Regions from separate parts of the Mus musculus genome. Here all the other regions are linked to region 3. Evidence: chromatin contacts called from public HiChIP or PLAC-seq and promoter capture Hi-C data. All regions are on one chromosome and are shown on one strand. Each heading gives the region's core, a stretch centred on a gene start, on an enhancer-like site or on the middle of the called end of the contact. The rest is flanking DNA. Distances are from core to core; before and after follow the strand shown. Region 1 overlaps Swap70 (SWA-70 protein). Region 2 holds the start of Ipo7 (importin 7). Region 3 holds the start of Wee1 (WEE 1 homolog 1 (S. pombe)).

Region 1 (3,120 bases), core at 42-2,541, 120 kb before region 3:
CCCTAAAGTGCTCCTCAAGGGCAACCGGGTCATGTGGAACCTTCAGCACCGTGCACAGGTTATGGGAAAGGACCTAAGAGGAGGGAAAAACAACACTGTAAAGACACCCGCTTACCACCACGTAACACCTTACCCACGTGAACAACAAGCTGCCCCTGCTCTAAGTAAAAAATGAGAAGAATCTACCAAACATGGGGTATGGCTCAAGTCTTTTCATTCCTTTTTCCAAGATCTGTTTCACCTGCTCACCATGAGTCAGACCCCATGAAGGTCTGAGAACAAATACTTCTTGACGGTTCTTATTAAGTAGTCCACATTATGGAGGAAAGGGGAGCAGGCACAATAGAATGCATTTAAAATTAAACTCTTCCCCTCGTCAACCTGCTTGGCCATGAGAATTTGTTTACAGAAACTAACAAATGCTGTAAAGCGTTTTGGAGAAGGTATCTGACCTAGACAAGACACAGCTGCCCTGGACTCAACATTTCCCATGTATTAGAAAGAACCATATTAACATAGCCTTTGGGAAGCTCCAGCAGAAGACTGTGAGTCTGGAGTCAAACGGGGCAACGAGTTTCAGGCCAGACTGGCATATCCCTAGTCTCAAAACCAAAAAGGATAAATATTCACAGACACAGAAGAAAAAGACGGCTAGCTAGAGATGCACCTCAGTGGCAGAGTGCCTGCCTCGTGTGCGGAGGCCCTGGGCTACATCCTCAGCAAAAGGGGTCGGGGGACCAGAGCGGAAGGGAGGAGACCTGTTATGCCAGAGCACACACACAGGACTACTGCTGTGGCACAGTAACCTAAGTGCACACTTAAGCACTCATGAGAGACTCAGCAAACTCACCTGTCTCAAGCTTTAAGTTACATGGAAACTAGAGCAACTTCCATTTCGTTTGAATACTGAACAGATCAAGTAAGGTTAAGGCTGTGCTAACTAACTACTCTTTGCCACATTCGCTGGACATAGCTGCGAACTCTAGTCCTTTAGTCCCAGAGGCAGGTGGATCTGAGTTCAAGGTCAGCCAGGGCTATACAGAGAAACCCTGGTGGGGACGGAGGGCGCCACATTCATCTACATAAGCACCTTCAATTTCATTAAGGAAGTCAACTTCTGCATACACCTATTTCAGTTAGGTCTTTTTAAGATTAAAAGTTTTAATCTATAAAAAGAACATTTGCATATCTCCTTTCTATACTGGTTTTGTTTCTCAAAGCTTCATCTGTGTGGAGATCCTTTGTGCACGCTCTATCAATTTTAAGGAAGTCAATTACTAATCGTCGCGGGTGCAGCAGTGCAGACGTTTACCAGCCCTACCAAGCAGGCTGAGCGGCTGTGTTCCTCAGACCCTGTATTATTATACACCAGTGGAGCCTCTGAGAGGAACACAGTAGAGATGTCATGAAGCCTTGCACACCACAGTCAGCAAAATCCTAAATATATTATTTCTTCTATCTATCCCAAAGAGATTTGTAAGGATTGATTTCAAGACCATAAAATGCTTAAAATGACAAAGAAAAATTCCTATATCAGGTTCAAAGACCATCCAAACATAAAAATCACTCGGGACTTTACCAAGTAAAAATCCCCAACCAGTGGTTAAATTATGGTATGTCTATAAAATGTCAAAATCATGATGAAGCTCACTGTGTACTGACAAGAAAATAACTCCACGATAAACTACGTTTTTTTAAGGGTATATAATATTCAAGTGTCACAAGATAAATGAAAAGAGAGAAAAAAATAAGGAATTCCAAAGGAATACACAGGAAACTATTAACAGTGAGGGAAAGGACTAGGTTGGTGGAAGGCCAGGGATAGAAAACAGGACTCATAGCAGCTCCTTAAAAAAAAAAAAAAAAAAAAAAAAAAAAGTTCTTTGCTTTTGTTGTCTAGGTTATTGTCTCCTGTTCTTGGATTTGAAGCCAGGGCTTGACACATGGCTAAGCAAGCACTCTACCTCTGAACTACACCCTACTCTGCACCTCTCATTTTGCTTAAGAAGAAAAGAAAAGAAAAGAAAAGAAAAGAAAAGAAAAGAAAAGAAAAGAAAAGAAAAGAAAAGAAAAGAAGAGAAAAGGAAAGAAAGGAAAGGAAAAAGGAAAAAGGAAAAGGAAAGAAAAGAAAAAAGAAAAAGAAAAAGAAAAAGAAAAAGAAAAAGAAAAAGAAAAAGAAAAAGAAAAAGAAAAAGAAAAGGAAAAGGAAAAGGAAAAGGAAAAGGAAAAAGGAAAGAAAAAAGGTCATGGCCTGCGAGATGGCTCAGAGAGCTTGCTGTTCACACATGAGCAAATCCTAACACCCAGGATCTAAGGCAACTGTGGGCACATGAGCTTGTAATACCTGCCCCGTGGACAGCAGGGACGGCAGCGGCTTGTAATCCCAGTGCTCTGGAGGAAGGTTAGGAGGGGAGCGTCAGGATAGACTAGCTGGAATTGGTTCTGGATTCAGAGTACAGAGCAGTTAAGGAAGATACCTAGCATTAATTCTGAGCCACCAAAACATATGCAGCCATGTGTACACAAACCACACACACACACACACCTTAGGATACGTGGGTGGGGGATCTGGGATACAGCTCAGTTGGCGGAATACTTTGCTGACATGCACAAGGCCCTCTGTTTGATGCCCATCATGGCATACACTATGCACAGTGGCACATGCTTATAATCCCAGCACTTAGATGTGGAGACAGGACAATCAGTTCACGTCATCCACAGCCAACTTCTGAGTTCAAAGCCAGCCTGGGATATCTGAGACTTGAGACCCCCACCTTCTCAAAAAAAAAAGGATAAATAAAGGTGACAAGGTAAATAGAAAACATAAAATACGATGTGAAAATAGCTGATTAAAGCAAAGCTCTGCACTTGGAGAAGCAGCTCAGAAGTTAAGAGTACTCACTGCTCTTGCAGACCTGGGTTAGATTCCCAACACCCACTCGGTGGTTCACAATCATCTCTAACTCCAGTTCCAAGGGATCTGATGCCCTCTCTGGCCTCCTTTGGCACCAAGCACACATATGCTACACAGACGTGTATGTAGGTAAGTCATTCACACACAAAATAAAATGAATAAACCTAATAATTTTTTCTTAAATATTTTTAAAACTAAGATTAAAT
Region 2 (3,183 bases), core at 458-2,957, 100 kb after region 3:
AAGCTCTTGCCTAGGTGACTTTGGATCTAAAAATTTCAGTATACTATGATCCTTCAGCATGGTCTCATTTACATATAAATGACCTTTTCATTGTGAAATAATTTATTTGAACTGTGGGTGGTCTTGGATAACTGTAAATTCCTTGAAGGCAGGGTTATCTTTACTGCATGGTAAACTTGAGATGCTCAATTAATAGTCTCCCTGATGTTTCCTCTAAGTCAATGCTTTAAGATTTCTTTTCTTTTCTTTTTTGTTTTTTAAGAGACAGGGTTTCTCTGTATAGTTCTGGCTGTCCTGGAACTCACTTTGTAGAGCAGGCTGGCCTGGAACTCAGAAATACTCCTGCCTCTTCCTCCCAAGCGCCGGGATTAAAGGCGTGCACCACCACCGCTCGGCTAAGATTTCTTTAAACAAGGGTTTCTTTTTGCATTAAAAAAAAAAAAAGATACTTATATGTGTGTATAAAGCGTGCATATACAATTTAGTATTTGTGTATATGCAGTATACATATATATGTATATGAACACACACACACCAAAACACTGAGACTCAAAGAGACCTTACAGAGGCCTTTTTATAAACCTATTAAATTCTTACTAATATATAAAATAGCCAAGTTCAGAAAAAAAGAACGCTGATGAAATCAGTACAATAGAATATCAATATAACAGTTTTCCAAGGGGCACTGCCCAAAACACGTGGAAGAGAAACCAACTCTCCACTAATGTTGCATATGAAAGCTCTATAGGCTCTAGATTATCTCACTTGACCATCACAGCAACCGTACGGCCTAATTTCATGAATGAGTACAACTCAGGATCTGGAGGTGAGACTTGCCCAAGGTCACTCACTCCAGAAATCATTGAGGCTGCTATACCTAGAAGGTCGCACTTTATCTGACCCGTTCCACTACATCATCCCGCCTCCCAACTGTGGTACTAGGACAGTACCAGAGCGGGGATCGCACAGTGTAACCCACACTACCCCTGCCCTACCAGATCTGAAATCTGTCCCTAGCACCTCGCCGGCGAGAAGAAAGTTGTACCGGACAGGCAGGTCACTGATCCGCCAAGAGCACACACAAGGCTGTCAGGCGCAGCCCCCAGTGGACTAGCTAGCCTCCCCAGGAACCCCGGCCGACCGGGCGCCGGAAAGACTGGTCTGGGACACATCTCTACACCCTCCCAGTTTGTCTCGCCCCCTCCCGAGAGCAAACTGGGAGACAGCCAGAGGGCGGCGGGCCACGGGAGCCGGCCATGTGTCCAGACCGTCACGCCCGCCTAGCTCGGCCGGCTCCACACGCCCAGACCCGGGCCAGAGGCCCACTCGGAAGCCGACCGAGTGGCGGCCTGGACGCCGCGTCCCCACAGTGGAGCCTGGCACGGCGGTCAGATCTCCGCCCAACCTCTCCAAATGGGCTCGTCGGAGCTGTGCTCCGCGTCTCCAGCCAGGCCTGGAAGTCTTGGCCTGCCGGCCCACAAGCCCGCAGCAGCCGCTAGCCGGCCGTCCTTACTTCATTGAGCTGGCGCTCAGCGGCCTCGCGCAGGGCTGGGTCCATGGTGCCCCGGAGGGCCTCGATGATGGTGTTGGGATCCATCGCCGCGCGGTCGGTCAGACCCGGGACACCGGTGCTACTGAGGCAGAAATAGCGCCACTCACTGCGCACATGGACCGGCCGCGCTCCGCAGCGGCAACCGGCGCGAAAGGAAAGAGAAGCGCCAAGGCCCCGGATAGAACCTTCTCGCCTCGGCGTGGAGGCGGGAGATGCTCCGGCCACTTCCTGTCAAGTCTCCGGCGGAGCACCCTGGGAAATGTAGTCCCCAAACGCGGACACGGCCCACGTGGCTGGCTCCCACTGTAGTCAGTGAAAGGGACAACGTTCAAACGCCACAAAGAGAAAAGTAAAATAGTTACAAAATTTTATATGATATCCCTAGAGAATCTCAAGAAGTGTGTGATGCAATACGTTGTTACTAACTGTATAATTAAAAGAAATTTCTGTTTTGTTTTTGTTTTGTTTTTTGGTTTTTTGAGACAGGGTTTCTCTGTATAGCTCTGGCTGTCCTGGAACTCACTTTGTAGACCAGGCTGGCCTCGAACTCAGAAATCCGCCTGCCTCTACCTCCCAAGTGCTGGGAGAGTGCTGGGATTAAAGATATGCGCCACCACGCCCAGCTCTGTTTTGTTTTTTGAGACAGGCTTTTGACCTGAACTTGTTGCAATACCACTGCCTGAGCCTCCCAGATGGAACTTTCTCAACAATGATTTGAGATGAGTTTCTAAATGCCATAAAAACTGCTCCACTTTGATTCATTAATCTCATTTTGTAAGACTTTATCCTATATATTGAAGTTGTGCCTTATTAATGAGTGTTCAAATCTCAGCTACGTCATTATATAAATTATTTCTAAATTCAGAATAAATGCATAATGTCCATTAAAACTCCCTGTGTATGGATATTTAAACCTCTAATTCAGTAGTTCTCATCTTGTGGGTCTGTGGATCGTGACCCCTTTGTTGAATATCAGCTATCCTCTGCATATCAGATATTTACAGTATAATTCATAGCAGTAGCAAAATTGCAGTTATAAAGTAGCAATGAAAATGCTACTATCATGGTTGGGAATCATCATAATATAAGTAACTATATTGAAGGATTGCAGCAGTGAAAATATTGAGAACTACTGTCATACATCTCAAATCATTTTACCTTTAGAAATCAAATCAATTTTCAATTAGAATCTAAGGGAAGCTATATACTGAGCTTCAGGCAGGCCTGAGCTACAATGTTTGAACCTGTCTCACAAAGGAGCAACAGGGAGCTGTAGAAATGACTCAGTGGTTAGGACCTTATGTTCTTGAAGAAAGCAGGAATTCAGTTCTCTGTGTACAACATACTGTCCTTAAATTTGTAATCCTGCTCCACCCCACAAGTGCTGTACTACCATACTTGATTATAAATTCTCATGAAATAAGAATATTTTGGCCGGGCGTGGTGGCGCATGCCTTTAATCCCAGCACTTGGAAGGCAGAGGCAGGTGAATTTCTGAGTTCGAGGCTAGCCTGGTCTACAGAGTGAGTTCCAGGACAGCCAGGGCTACACAGAGAAACCCTGTCTTGAAAAACCAAAAAAAAAAAAAAAAAAAAAAAGAATATTTTGATTTTTTGCTTTAAATTCCTGCA
Region 3 (3,112 bases), core at 567-3,066:
GATTCCCTTTAAAAGGCTTATGTCGAGGGGCATGGTAGGGCGCCTTTAGTTCCAGCACTCGGGAGGCAGAGACAGGAGGATCTCTGAGTTCCTAGTTCCTACAAAGTAGGTTCCAGAACAGCCAAGGTTACACAGAGAAACGTTCTCTCAAAAAAGGGGGGCTTATTTCCCGTGTTAAACTTACAGGTACCATGCCTGTCTTTATTTTGGAAATTGTCTACTCTTAATGTTTTTGTGACTTCTCAAGTATTACCATGACAGTATGCATATTCACCGGCTATTCCAAACGGGTTCTGAACACACTCTGCTTTAAGACACATTAGTTTTGACACACAGACCAACAAAACGGCAGGGGAAACTCCAGAATAAACACAAAGCTTCCGTAATACTAAATCCCGAAAGACAATCAAAAGCAACCTGGAATATCCATGAGTTCACGACGGTAAACACAGAGACTCAAAAGGACGCGCAGAATCTCTAATGCCATATCACATGGAACCACAAGTCCAGGGGGTTGGAACAAACCCTTTAATAAACCTAACTCCTTCCATCCGTGCCCCCCAAATTACAGGCCCGGACACCGGATTTAACAGGCACCATATGGCTCGGAGTGTCAGGTGGCCAGCAGCAATCCGGCACCCTGGCACACCGGACCACCGAGACCCAATACTCAACCACCTGGACAGCGGGGACCAGGCCCTTTGTAAAGTGGAGTAGTTACAGACCAGGCCCATTGTTCAGTTACATAATCTTAACCGACAACTTCTAGGCAGAGCCAAAAAGGGGGGCTGCCAACTTTTTTTTTTTTTTTGAGTGGCGGCGCAGGACAGCGAGCGGGGTGCGGCGGGGCGGTTATGTAACCGAACCCGGGCAGTGGCGCGCAGGGCTGCAGCGCCGCGGCCTTTTTTTTTAAAGGCCCTGGAGCCGGCTCCTCCGCCCCCTCCATTACCTTGGGAGTGTGCGGCGTGTCGAACAGGCGCAGCTTGCGGAAGGTCTTGTGCGGAGGGGTGCTCGGGTAGTCGGGCTGCGGCGAGCAGGGGTCGTCCATGGCTCGCGGAGCCCCGCAACCCTGCGGGGAGGCATCCCCTGGGCCGCCGCAGCGCACTGGCGAGAACGGGCTGCTCAGAAAGTAGGCGGTCGAAGGTGATTTGACGGGCGACGAGGAGCCGAAACCCTCCTCCTCCCAAGAGTCGCCCTCGGCGCCTCCACCCGCCGCTTGCGCGCCTCCGCCGCCGCCCTGCAGCAGCAAGTCGTCCTCCAGCTCTCCCGGGCTGCTGGGCTCCGCGCCGGGCGAGCGACGGCGGCGCTCGGCCTCGGCCTCGGCAGGGCTGCGTGCAGAAGGCAGGGGCGAATCCGGTTCCTGGAAGGCCGAGTCCTCCCCCGTACTGTGGCCGCTGCCTTCCTCCTCCTCCTCCTCCTCTTCCTCACAGTCGCTGCCCGGCGAGAAGATGAGCTTCTGCCGCAGACTGTAAGCGGCTCCTACGCGGCGGGTGGGCGGCGGCTGCTGTCGGCTCAGGAAGCTCATTTCCCGGCTGCAGTCACGGCGGAGCACGGGAGAACACAGGACCGGCGAGCAGAGGCCGGCGGCGTCCAGGTCGCGGCTGGCACAGGGGGCGGGTCCGCCACGTGCGATCGGGCGCGCCGGGCTGAGGCTGCAGCGGGCCTGCGCGGCGGCAACTCCGAGGCCCGTCAAGCTCACGACGGGGCGACGGCGACGGCTGCGGCGCGGGATGTCCAGCGGAGACTGGCCGGTCCAGTGCTGGCGAAAGGCTCCGCAAGTTCGTCCGCAAGTTCGGGTTCCGCGGCTTCCCGCGACCGTTAACCACGTGAGGGCCCAGCCCACCAATCCCCGCCCAGCCCCGGTTTGAAAAAACAGGGAGGGCGCGACGTAGCCCACGGGGGAGGAACCAGCTACGCGATTTTGGCGGGAACTCGCTGACTCCGCCCCACAGCCTAGGCGCGCCGCCAGTCGTGGGCGGGTCGCGGCATCCCGGGCCAATGAGTGGGCCTGGATTGCACAGAACCCCACCCAGAGTCTATGTTTAGAGGACCGGAGCCTGCCGGGAGCCGCCCTGCGAGGAGGGGCGAGAGGACGGCGGCTACTGCCCAGTGCTGGCCTTGGGTCGGCCTCCCTGTCTCCGGGTTCAGAAGCATCCGGACACCGTGCAGCCTTTGGGGACGCCTAGAAGCCTGGTCCAACCCCAGGTTCTGAGGCCCGACCCCTGGGGCGTTCTGGGCGTGGCTGTGTCCAGTCACGTTCTATAGTCGCGGTCCGAGCCGGAAACAGTGACCGAGCTCTGGACCTTGCCCAGCGCGAAACTCAGATAATGAGCTGCAGGACTAGGACACAGAGGTGGCCTCTCACACAGTCTTGTGTCCCTCACAGCCAGACTTATCCGTGATAATTGGTCCTGCCACAAGCCCGAATGCCTGACCTGCAACCGTGGTGTTTATATTTGTTCGCTTACACGTGAGAGTGCGCTAGCCAAACTGATTGGTCCCGGGAGAGAAAAAAAACAAAACAAAACTGAAGTGTAACAGAGGTGAGTGCTGGCGCACACACCTGTGATTCAAACAGTCTGGAAGCTGAGGCAGGAGGACCAGAAGTTTAAAACCCCTTTGCTCTGTAGTGGTCCTGTCTCATAATTTCCAGGAAAAAATAAGTTTCCACAACCTTCTCAACCGTAACTTAAATCTGTTTACAACAAGTGTGTTCCTATTTTGTATGCTATGATCAATCATTTCTCCTTGTTACGGTTTTGTTTTTTTTTTTTTTAGCATTCTCTGCTGGAGTGGGAATTACTGAGGCCAGACTGTCATACAGAAAAGTAGGTTTCTTTTTCACTAGGAAATTAGAACCCACTTTTGGGGAACTGAGGCCATCAGTAGAAAGCTTGATGTTTTTTAATGTAGATTCACATTATCTGGATAATAGCCTATTATACTCTTCTGTTGTCATTTACTGTAGTTAGGAGTACTAATGTGTGTGTGAGCTTTTTTTAACACTTCAAAGGCTGAAAAGTCAAACTGATTTTTGTTTTTGAGACCTGCCTTTGCCGTGTAGCCCGATTATTTGAACCACCTCCAGAGTGCTGGGATTATAGACCTGTGC

The links. Promoter capture Hi-C pulls out the DNA fragments that hold promoters and counts their contacts. HiChIP or PLAC-seq counts read pairs in DNA pulled down with a chosen protein or histone mark.
Region 1: a promoter capture Hi-C map of pre-B cells shows a contact between it and region 3, with 2.9 times the contacts expected there. The contact joins the enhancer-like site here to the promoter of Wee1 in region 3. A contact is called at or near these places in 2 of 39 promoter capture datasets (the C10 cell line and pre-B cells), 2 of 484 Hi-C or Micro-C datasets (nephron progenitors and pancreatic cancer cells), 12 of 115 datasets of contacts at active chromatin or transcription factors (the 230-238 cell line, the HPC-7 cell line, the SCID.adh cell line and 7 more) and 2 of 9 other capture datasets (adipose tissue and liver).
Region 2: a contact with region 3 is called in an H3K27ac HiChIP or PLAC-seq map of extraembryonic endoderm stem cells. The contact joins the promoter of Ipo7 here to the promoter of Wee1 in region 3. A contact is called at or near these places in 3 of 39 promoter capture datasets (embryonic stem cells, hematopoietic stem and progenitor cells and macrophages), 13 of 484 Hi-C or Micro-C datasets (B cells, the HL-1 cell line, Sertoli cells and 5 more), 16 of 115 datasets of contacts at active chromatin or transcription factors (the SCID.adh cell line, bone marrow-derived macrophages, effector CD8 T cells and 7 more) and 3 of 9 other capture datasets (adipose tissue, embryonic stem cells and liver).

The regions. Positions count from the first base shown.
Region 1 is chr7:110,240,337-110,243,456 of GRCm38.p6, reverse strand. Swap70 (SWA-70 protein) reads right to left here. Exons shown (of 12, transcript NM_009302.3): 2 at 1-73. Among named protein-coding and RNA genes, the nearest start is that of Swap70, 20 kb to the right of the region's middle. Within about 2 kb of position 1,291, at least 28 of the 459 cell types and tissues checked have an H3K27ac peak or open chromatin away from gene starts, as enhancers often do. A contact at or near this core is called in the 230-238 cell line, the HPC-7 cell line, pre-B cells and 1 more, where this site is marked.
Region 2 is chr7:110,016,839-110,020,021 of GRCm38.p6, reverse strand. It overlaps Ipo7 (importin 7), which reads right to left and starts at 1,707. Exons shown (of 25, transcript NM_181517.5): 1 at 1,514-1,707. The coding sequence starts at 1,597.
Region 3 is chr7:110,120,763-110,123,874 of GRCm38.p6, reverse strand. It overlaps Wee1 (WEE 1 homolog 1 (S. pombe)), which reads right to left and starts at 1,816. Exons shown (of 11, transcript NM_009516.3): 1 at 950-1,816. The coding sequence starts at 1,525.